Linked DNA regions of Gossypium hirsutum: all the other regions are linked to region 3. Evidence: chromatin contacts called from public Hi-C data. All regions are on one chromosome and are shown on one strand. The core of a region is the stretch at or near the end of the contact, and the rest is flanking DNA. Distances in the headings are between cores, read along the strand shown. Region 1 holds the start of LOC107948371 (translin). Region 2 holds the start of LOC107948372 (serine/threonine-protein kinase PCRK1). Region 3 holds the start of LOC107948374 (RNA polymerase sigma factor sigF, chloroplastic).

What was found. Hi-C and Micro-C count contacts between places; a contact is called where the count stands out from the background.
Region 1: a Hi-C map of leaf shows a contact between it and region 3, with 2.5 times the contacts expected there. The contact joins the promoter of LOC107948371 here to the promoter of LOC107948374 in region 3. A contact is called at or near these places in 7 of 34 Hi-C or Micro-C datasets (callus and leaf).
Region 2: a Hi-C map of leaf shows a contact between it and region 3, with 1.9 times the contacts expected there. The contact joins the promoter of LOC107948372 here to the promoter of LOC107948374 in region 3. A contact is called at or near these places in 2 of 34 Hi-C or Micro-C datasets (both in leaf).

Annotation. Positions count from the first base shown.
Region 1 is chrA04:66,421,112-66,424,131 of Gossypium_hirsutum_v2.1, reverse strand. LOC107948371 (translin) reads right to left here and starts at 1,271. Exons shown (of 7, transcript XM_016882883.2): 1 at 897-1,271; 2 at 712-808; 3 at 500-615; 4 at 364-408. The coding sequence starts at 1,254.
Region 2 is chrA04:66,381,127-66,384,483 of Gossypium_hirsutum_v2.1, reverse strand. It overlaps LOC107948372 (serine/threonine-protein kinase PCRK1), which reads left to right and starts at 1,648. Exons shown (of 5, transcript XM_016882886.2): 1 at 1,648-2,130; 2 at 2,640-3,091. The coding sequence starts at 2,711.
Region 3 is chrA04:66,122,738-66,126,255 of Gossypium_hirsutum_v2.1, reverse strand. It overlaps LOC107948374 (RNA polymerase sigma factor sigF, chloroplastic), which reads left to right and starts at 1,548. Exons shown (of 8, transcript XM_016882897.2): 1 at 1,548-1,877; 2 at 2,327-2,487; 3 at 2,654-2,769; 4 at 2,881-3,075; 5 at 3,156-3,426. The coding sequence starts at 1,784.

The DNA of each region.
Region 1 (3,020 bases), core at 22-2,521, 300 kb before region 3:
ATACAAACAGCATATATGATAGGTGAATCTCTTAAAAATATTTTAACACAAGTATCAATTGGTCTGACGAGACAGTCCTCATTTGAATAAGATGAACCAAAAAAATGGAAAACTGAAGTTCAGTTAACTACCCTGGCCATTTTAATAAAGAAAAAGACTCTAATGCATTAGAATGTACAAAGAATTTCATCCTGCCTATTGATGTGGTCAATCACATTTACTTGCCATTCAATAACTAGAATACTTCAGGCTAGCTAAAGAAAATTGAATCTTTAAAAGATTAGAGAAAAAAATAGTACGGAACAAACGGTTCAATCCATGAGAGTATAGAACTCTTCAATTAGAGAAGCTTTCAGCACATACCAACAAGATAATCCTCCAGGTCTAAAGCAAAATCCGAATTGTTCACTGCCAAAACAACCAACTTTCTCATTTGTCTTCATTAGCAAATACAAAAATTACTCGTAAAACCGAATAAATATTCATTACTGAAACATACATCCAAGTTTTTCCTCAGCTTCAGTATGCATAAGCAGATTTCCAGTTTCCAACCAATGCATAAAGGCAAGCAAAGAAACTACCATTTGAGTTTCACTCCTCCAATCCCCATGATACCTAAACACAGTAACACACCCGAACACCACATCAAGAACACAAAAATTTCTACTAAAATAAAATTTGAAATTAACCAAAATCTCCAATGAATCTCACCTGTAATATTGTCCAGGGCATTCCCTAACAACTTCAGCAAGTTTATTGTAAAGACCCTTTAGTACGTTAATCTGAGAATTTGCCTTCTGCAAAACCTCTGTTGATATAAACATATGCGTAAAAATTATAAAATAGGTAATATTCCAAAAACCATATAATTTGAAGAAGCAAAAGAAGAATGTTACCGGGAATTGGTTTAGATTGGTGAACGAGGAGGAGGCTAGCTTGCATGAGCCTAGTCGCCGACTCCATTTCCAGAACGACGGCGCGTATGCGTTCCCGTAAGCTGCCAGAATCTTCAAGCTGGACTCGGAACTTCTCGAACTGTTTCTCCAGAGAAGGAGAGGTTTGCGGCGAGTCGTAATCACCGCCGGCCATGAGAGTGGCGCAGAGAGGGGAACGAAAGGGATGGTTTCTGGAAAGGACAGAGGGAAGCGAAGGAAAAGTGGAAATGAAGGGAGCAATTTGAAGAAGTGAGGGGTTAGGGTTTAAGGAGTAGCGAGAGAGAGTGAAGTAGTAAGCGTTCCGTAACGCTGATTTCATAATTTGAAATTTGTTCACTTTATTTTATCATTTTATGTTTTTTATATATGTGCAGTGCGGTGTATTCCACACCCTCCCATTCAACTTTCGCACTGAAAATCAAATCAATTTCTGATCATTCGATCAATCAGTGATGATAAAGTCGGTCCATTTTGTTAAATAAATATTCTAATATTAAATACACTTGAATAAGTAAAGTGAAAAATTTTATTTTTAATAGGGGTGAGCGTTAAATCTGATCGAATTGAATGGAAAAAGTTGAGTTAATTGAGTTGATGAATCCTATTTTATCATCCTAATTTGATTTAAATTTTTTTCGAATCGAATCGAGTAAGATGGAATTCGAATCAAATCAAATAGTAAATTAAAAAAATAAATTTGTCCACCGTAATGCTATTAACTTCCATCCATCCGTAATTTATTTATTAGTCTTTTATATACTTGTCAGCTATTTTGATTATTTAGTTATTTCAATTATCTTCTGATAAATTATTTTAAAGATAAAATATGAAATTGATACAAACATAAAATATTTAACATGAATATTTTATGGCATTATTAATAATTCAATTTTAACATATTAATAAAGATTCATCATGATTAAACAATTCAATAAATAAATAGTACAAAATGTGAAATTTAATTCAATAACATAAATAGTAGATATAAATTCGAAAAAAAAATTTAGGGTTTAAAAGAAAGCAAAAGGAAAAAAGATAGGGATTTGGAGAAGTAAAAGTTTTGGAGAGAAAGTAAAAGAAAAAAATAGTTCAGGGGTTTGGGAAAAGTAATTTTTTATGGGGAAAAAAATTTCAGGGGTTGAGGAAAAATAAAAGGGTTTGAGTGGGGGCGGGGGAAGGGAGTAAAACGGTTTAGTATTTGGCTTATTCGAATTAAAAAATTTAATTTGATTTAAACTTGAAATTCGAAAAAAAATTAAGTTGATTCAATTAACTCAATTAATTCAATTCGAATAATTCGAATTTTTTTTCAATTTTTTTAATCGAATCGAATTTTACTCACCTTTAGTTTTTATCATACCACAAAAGGAAATCCATCAAAGATTAAGGCATTTGCACCTCTAATGAATAAACCATCGCTGCCACGGCCCCCAGGCAAATGTAGCATTTGCTTATCAAAGGAAGCATCTAATAACACTATACAGAGGCGGGCTCCATGAAGTAGTCGAATATTCAAGGCGCTGATTGGGACAAAGCATTCTCCTCAGTCTTTAGAGACTCAAAAAATCCTCCAAGCATCACTCCAAATTTGTATGGGGTCAGTATTAATGCTTTCAGACATCCATAAATTCCAACTCTATATTTCTCAACATACCCAAGCTGTCATACTTGTGGTCGAAGAAGACCCAAAATTTAGAAATTGCTCATTTGTCTCAATCCACCAGTTAAAAAAGCTAGAGAAATCAATATTTGTAGGACCATAGTGAAGCGAAGATGCGGTTTTTGTAGGATCATAGTGAAGCGAAGATGCTCTCCAAACCGCTTTTACAATTCGACAGCCAAACAAAATATGCTCAAGAGATTCAACCTCATCATTGTATCTTGGACACTTGTTTGACAAAGCTCGATAACATTATTACAAGTTCTCTGTATGAAATTCTTAACTCTTAAGGTACCTTGAATTTTCCATATCGAGTTCCAAATTGAGCTTTGTCTATTACTTCTCGAATAAGTACCACCTGCTTCATTTATATGCTTTAGCTACCTTGAAAGATTATACCCATATTTAACTATGTATTTGTCATC
Region 2 (3,357 bases), core at 399-2,898, 260 kb before region 3:
TTAAGTCAACCTTACTCATGATTTAGTATCGGATAATGTACATTCTATCGAATCCGAAGATTTTGTTCTCCAATTTAGTAAGTACACGAAAAAAATAATCTAGAGTTTATATTAACATATTAAAAATAACAAGTTGATAAAAATTACTATATCAAAGTCTAACAGAGCAATATGACTTACTTTTCTCATTATTTAGAGTCATGGTAGAGTTTAAAAAAAATAATTTTAATGTAAAAATAATGATTTGAAGAGATTTTTTGTTTAAGTCCAAACTGGTGGGAGGCAAGAAAAAAAAAAGAGAGGAAAGGGTATTTATAGGCATGGTAAAAGAAAAAAAGGAAAAGAAGTGACGCTTATGGGAGTTGGCATAGAAGTGACGCTTATGGGACTTGGCATTCACTCAATATATTTATGAGGATTAAATTTATGATAAATGGTGAAATTTTAAATAAAAATAAATTTTGACATTCATTGATTTATTGAAGATATTAATTAGGTTTAGGTTTGCGATAAACAATAAAAATTTAAATTAAATAAAATTTGACATTTATAAACGTGGAGTTGTATTGAATACATTTATTAGAATTATATTATACAATAAATGAAGAAAATTTAAATAAAAATAACTCGATACCTGTTAACCTTGAGCTCCATTCAACCTATTTATTAAAGTTAAATTTCTTAAATGGTTAAAATATTAATTGAAAAATAACTTGACTCCTGTAGGGGCAACATCTTTTTTTATTTATTACAATTTAACTTTTCAATGATGAAAAATAAATGCAAATATAACCCAACACCAATAAATTGTCCATATATGTTAATTACAATTAAAAAAAACTCAAAAATCATATTAACTTGTTTTAGAATCTTGATAGTTGTTAGTGTGGAAAATTTTAGTTAATCGTGTTCACATTTCGGTTAAAATTGAACTAATTGATTGACTCGATTTAATTCGGTTATCTAGTTAGTACTTGAATTTAATTTGGTAAGAGGTTGATTAATGATTTTTTAGAATTTTAATTATTAATTAATTAGGTTCGAAATTGAGTAATTAACTGAATTAACCAATTAACCAAAATATTTATTGTTTTCAAGACTTATATAGTGTTTAACTATTAACTTTCAAGACTTATGTAGTGTTTCTAATGTCTTATTTGTTGTTTTCACCCACATTTAAAGTTTTTTAAACTATTAAATAAAACAAAATGAATATTTGCAATGTATTGTTTATATGTTTTATATTTATTTTAAATAAAAGACAAAAATATATTAATTTCGGTTCGGTTAATGTATTTGAAAAAAACTTCGATTCGGTTAATGTATTTGAAAAAAACTTCGATTCAATTAACGATTAAAAAAATTTAAATTTCAAATAAATCAATTAATAGTAATTTGGTTTGGATATTATTACAACCGAACTACTAATTACTTAATTCTAATGTAGGTAGAGAAATTCATTGTTGTTGGATAGATACCTTTACAATTTAACTATTTGAATAAATAAAGAAAATTTTAAGGATGTCCAAGTAAAAAACCATGAATTAGCATGGGTGAAGGTGATGTGATGCTATTGTAAAAAAGTAGTATCAATGACTACATGGTTCACTGCAGCTATAAATACACGAAAAAAAGTGTACAGATAATATAGTTAATGATTCTAAAGATTCATGACTTTAATGGAAGACTCTTCCCATCGTAAGCCCCACGAAACGGAGACTTTTCTCCCTTCTCACTTTCCTTGTCTAACACTTAATCAACTCTCTTTTCTTTCTTTTTTTAATTTTTTGCCTCTCATTTTCAAAGTACCTTTTCACATTTGAGTAGTTTTCCGTTAATAATTGAATTTTGAAGAAGTTTAGTAGGTTTAGTTAAATATTGTTCAAAATTTTCTCCCTTTTTTTTTTTTGTACTTTTGGTTGGCCTGGTGACTTGTTGGTTGTTGCCCCTGCTGCTGAGCTGCCGTGTACAGACTTCTTTTATACAATTGAACACTGTTCTTCCAAAATTCCAAGCTTTTTTTGAGTTCTTTTGGGGGCATTAGACTAATGGGTTTCTCTTAAAATCCTTAAATTTGGGAGTCTTTTTCAAGTTTTGTACCTAAATTCTTGCCAACCAAGAAAACTGAAGGTAAGCTCAAGCAAATTCTCTTCATTGTTTGGTTTATATTCAGATTTTATTTTTTTACTCTTAGTATCTATTTCTGTTACTAATTTTTTTATTAAAAAAATCCTTTTTTTCTTCATTGACTTTTGGACTATGATCCAAAAAACCAGTGTTTGGAAATTGAAAAGTGACGAATCTCTCAGGCTAAAGCTGAAGATGTAGAATTCATTGGAATTATTTGAATTTAGAACCTTTTTGGGGCTTTTGATTTCTTTTGCATTTTCATTATGTATGATATAGTGTTGGAAAGTAATTTGCTTAATCTAGCTACCCATAGACTCGTGCATTTTTCAAATCTTTACCTGATTAAAAATGTGAATTTGAGCTTTTCTTAAAATGTATTGTTTCATAGTTTTTTTTGTTTTGTTTTGTTTTTGTTTTGTTTTTGTTTTGTTTTTGTTTTTTTTTGGTTTTTTGTTAATGGCGTGTAAGAAATCATAGTTATTCCTTGTATTTAGCTCTTGGCTTTGCAGTTACTTCGATCTCTTTCTGGCATCTGGATCTGCACTGTGGAATTTATTGTGTTTTTAGTTCTTTGAGGGCTATGAAGTGTTTTATATTCCTCAGCTGGAGAAGAAAAGATGAACCAAAGACCCCCACACCAATTTCAACTCGATCTAAGAATTCTACGTTCACTGATCGTGAAATAGGGCGGTCTGGGTCTGAATTAAACTCTCAGAATGTCTCAGCCACTAGCAGTGAGTCCATTAGGAGGTCCTCTTTTCCTAGCTTGTCTCAAAGACCTAGTAACCTAAAGGTGTTCACAGTTTCTGAGCTTAGATCTGCCACCAAGAATTTTAGCCGCTCTGCCATGCTTGGAGAGGGTGGATTTGGTTGTGTTTACAAGGGGTTTATCAGGAGTCCCGATGATTCATCACAAAAGATTGAAGTAGCAGTGAAACAGCTCGGTAAACGGGGGTTGCAGGCAAGTCTTCTTGATATGACAATATTTTGAAAGTTTCTCTTGTGAATTAACTTGCCTTCTATTTATTACCTTTTGAAGTGCAATAATTAGAGTAATTGATGCATATGCATGTGTTCGGATCTTATACAAAATTAGGTTCCATCTAAGTTTTTATTGATCTGGCATATTGACAACAATCAGTATGGTTTATGTAAATCCATGATTAAGCTGGCCTGGAAGCTTATCCTGTGTCTGATAGTAGAGAACAGTATAACCGGTGGTTTTAA
Region 3 (3,518 bases), core at 299-2,798:
AACAGTAGTGATCAATTTGAATAATTATCTTAACTAGAGTAACTAAATTGACAAGAATAAATTTTCAGTAACTAAAATAGGAACGATACTATTTTAGGGTAACTAGCGATGTAGTTTACCATGTATATCATTTCTCTATTCCATTCTCACTGAATACTTATTACATTTTTCTCTATTAAATTACATCAAACCAAACATATCGTAGTAGTTCTCTTATTACTATGGTTATCAATGTTTTCAAAACTAAATCAATAATTAAATCCATTCTATGGGTTCAATTGAATAAAGACTCATATACTAAAAAGGCTTTAAACTATTATACCTTGTTTAAACAAGCACTTTGTTATTTTTATAGTTAAATAAGCTGTTAATCGATAATTTTTACTCCTGAAAACTCTTGATTTTAATATTAAAGTAAAAATATTTTAAAATTTTAAGCTAATTTTCATTTTATATTGATGTGAATTTCATGAGAATAGTTTATTAATTAAAAATAAAATAAAATATTAAAATTTCTTGAAATTACATAATATAATCAATATTTTGAAAATTTTGATACTTTTTAAAATTTTATATTTTTAAAGTTGTAAAATTTCTATTGCATCAATAAGAAATTAAGAGACTAAAATTAAAAAAAAACTTTAATAATAAAATAAAAGGTATTATGGGTAAAAATCATAGCAAAATATTTATTTAACTACAAAAATAGTTTAAGGGTTTATTTAAACAAGGTGTAGTAGTTTAAGGGTTTATATTTTTTATAATTTTAATAAAATTTTAATATTTTTTTCTATATTTTTATAAAATTTTAATATTTTTTATAATTTTATTCATTTTTGTCATTTTTTTTCTATGTATTGTAATCACGCAGTGACACATGATATGTTAAATGAAGAAAGAAAAAAAAATAGGACCCTTTAACTTTAACAAATTGTAGCGATAAAAAGGACTTTTTTTTTAAATACATTTTGATAATTTAAATATCTAATTGAGAAGAATAAAAAAAAAGTAAAAATTTAATTATTTTTGTTTTGAAGTTTGAGCAGATTTTACATTCTTAAAACCAAAAGTTTTTTGAAAATAGAGAAATTTAGTTCAATTAATTTAACAGTTATGATTGGTTTAATTGGTTTGTTAATTAATTAATATAATCATTATTTTGAATTTATAGTTGTAACTGATTCCTAATTCAATTCATCCAAGTCATGGTGTGTGTAAAAGAAAAAAATAGGGATAGTTAAGTATGAACTCATAAATTAAATCAATCAAGTTTTTTTTGCTATAGTTGACCTGCAATTCAAACAATAAAAAACTTGAATTTAATAAAAACTTGCAGTAAAAAAAGTGAAATACGATTGTAATTTCAGTACTTTTGGAACTCTCTTGTACTTCTCCTTTGGGCCGATCACATTTTTCAATGAAATAAAGCTCAACCAAAACTAGACCATAAGTTGTGGGCCAGTAACTTGGGCTTTGTCAAAATCAAGTTCTGGCCTAAACTTGGATTCTGGGTCATTACAAGTTTCTTTTGTGAATCTGTTTTTATTGGGTCTGAAGCAAATCAAGGCCGAACCTCATCCATTTGAACCATTGATCATCGAATTTGAAGCGTGGAAGGGGAAGAATAGATTTTTTTCCTTAGCCGAGCTTGGCTTCTTCTTCTTTATCTGCAAAGTTCAAAGCTTTTGAACAAAGTAAAAATAAGGAACACATACCCAGAAGAACCAAACAAGCAATGTTTAAGGTTACATTGTAGATAAAACAAATAGTTACTTTTGCATCCATGGAAGCTTCAAGGAATTTGCTTTATTCTCCTCCAACAATTTCTCCAAGAACCCAACTCAAAAATTCTGTCTTTTCACCATCACCTTCTTCAGGTAACGTATATTTCTAGCATTAGAACATGTTTTCTTTTGATTCTTATCGTTAGTACAATACCCAGTTTTCATTTACATGTTTTGCCTTATTGGGTGTTTGAATTATATTCTTGTTAAATCAGCTTTCCTGGGATTTTCGTTGTGAAGCATTTTTGTTCCTTAAGGATCTTTGTATGATTATTATTGGCATTGGAAGGGAATTACAACTGGAAACTTACTGTTACTACAATGGTCAAATGCCTAAATTCAACTCTTTTAGCTTGCAGTCTTGTAAAGTTTTTGAATACATGTTGTCGTTTATGTACTTGTTTAGCTTCTAGGTTCCAAATAAAAATGTATATAGATAGATTAGAGAACTGCCTATAATGTGGTCATGCATGAAAGTATGTAGTTTACTCTCAAGTGCTTTCAGATAAGGTTCCTATGTTATTCAATGTACTATTATGCAGTTGCGTTGTTTCATCATGAGCAAGCGGTCCCTGCTGCGACTTCTATTCCGATTACTTCTGTAGCTAGGCATTTTCCTACATCAGTTCTCTCACAAGAGCAGCGGGATGACTATAGACCACTACCTGTCTTGCATTTACTTAAGGAAGATAAAGCGTACTCGGTGAGACTCCTGTTTTATCTTTGCACGACATATATCAAGATGTAAGCTAAACTTTTTATGTTTGCATAACGGTAAATGTTGTTTCCCTCTGGTTTTATTGATATATTTTCTCAAATATTATTTTGGCAACTCCTTACTTAGCATACCGCAGTTTACTTTATTACAGAGAGAGACAGACAAGCTGCAGATTGGGAATGGGCCAACACTTCAAGAAGAGAAGGCATCTGACAACATTGGCCAGCAGGAATTTGAACAGCAGTTGCTCCAGTGGCCTGATTTAAGGCAATTGTAAACAAGCTAATTCTGATTTATTGCTTCGTTTGTTAAAACAGTTGTGAGTGTAGATCTTTCCCCATTGAATTGCATCCTCATGTTTCTTTTTCCCCATCACAGATTGGCACTCTTGGAATTAGGGGAAAATCCATCATCTTCCTTGAATATGCTGTCTGTTGCAGCTGATACCGAGACCATGACTTTTGAACCAAGTAATGTAGTTGCCCTTGCTAAGAAAGCATTGTCAGCTTCTAAAAAAGCTGCATCATTGGCTGAGGGCCTCGAATTAGAACTTGATGATTCACTTTCTAATAGGTTAATCTCTGTCTTGTCTTAGTAGCTGGACAAGTGTTCTCAGATAATCTGTTGACTGCTGATACCTAATGCTATTGCAGCTTGGGGTCTGTTGATTCCTTTACTTTGCCCGCTGAGGAGATAGCGGTTGCAGTTAGGTCAACCAAACGTTTAGAGAGGCAGTCTAAACGAAGGAGGGTGCAACCTAAAGTTGTGATATGTGAGACATACAGTTCACAAAGGAAGGATGTAAGAAGAAAGTCGAGCGAAGGTTCTGATCCCAATGATCCCCTTCGGTTGTTCTTGTGGGGTCCTGAGACAAAACAACTCTTGACTGCTGAAGAAGAGTCTGATTTGATTATTCAAGTTCAGGTGTCTTTTTTCAATCCTGCCTTTTCGTTTTAAAGCAGGGAATTAGGAAATGTTTGGTTCTTGAGAGGTCTTACAGTTGGTTTCTGTAACAC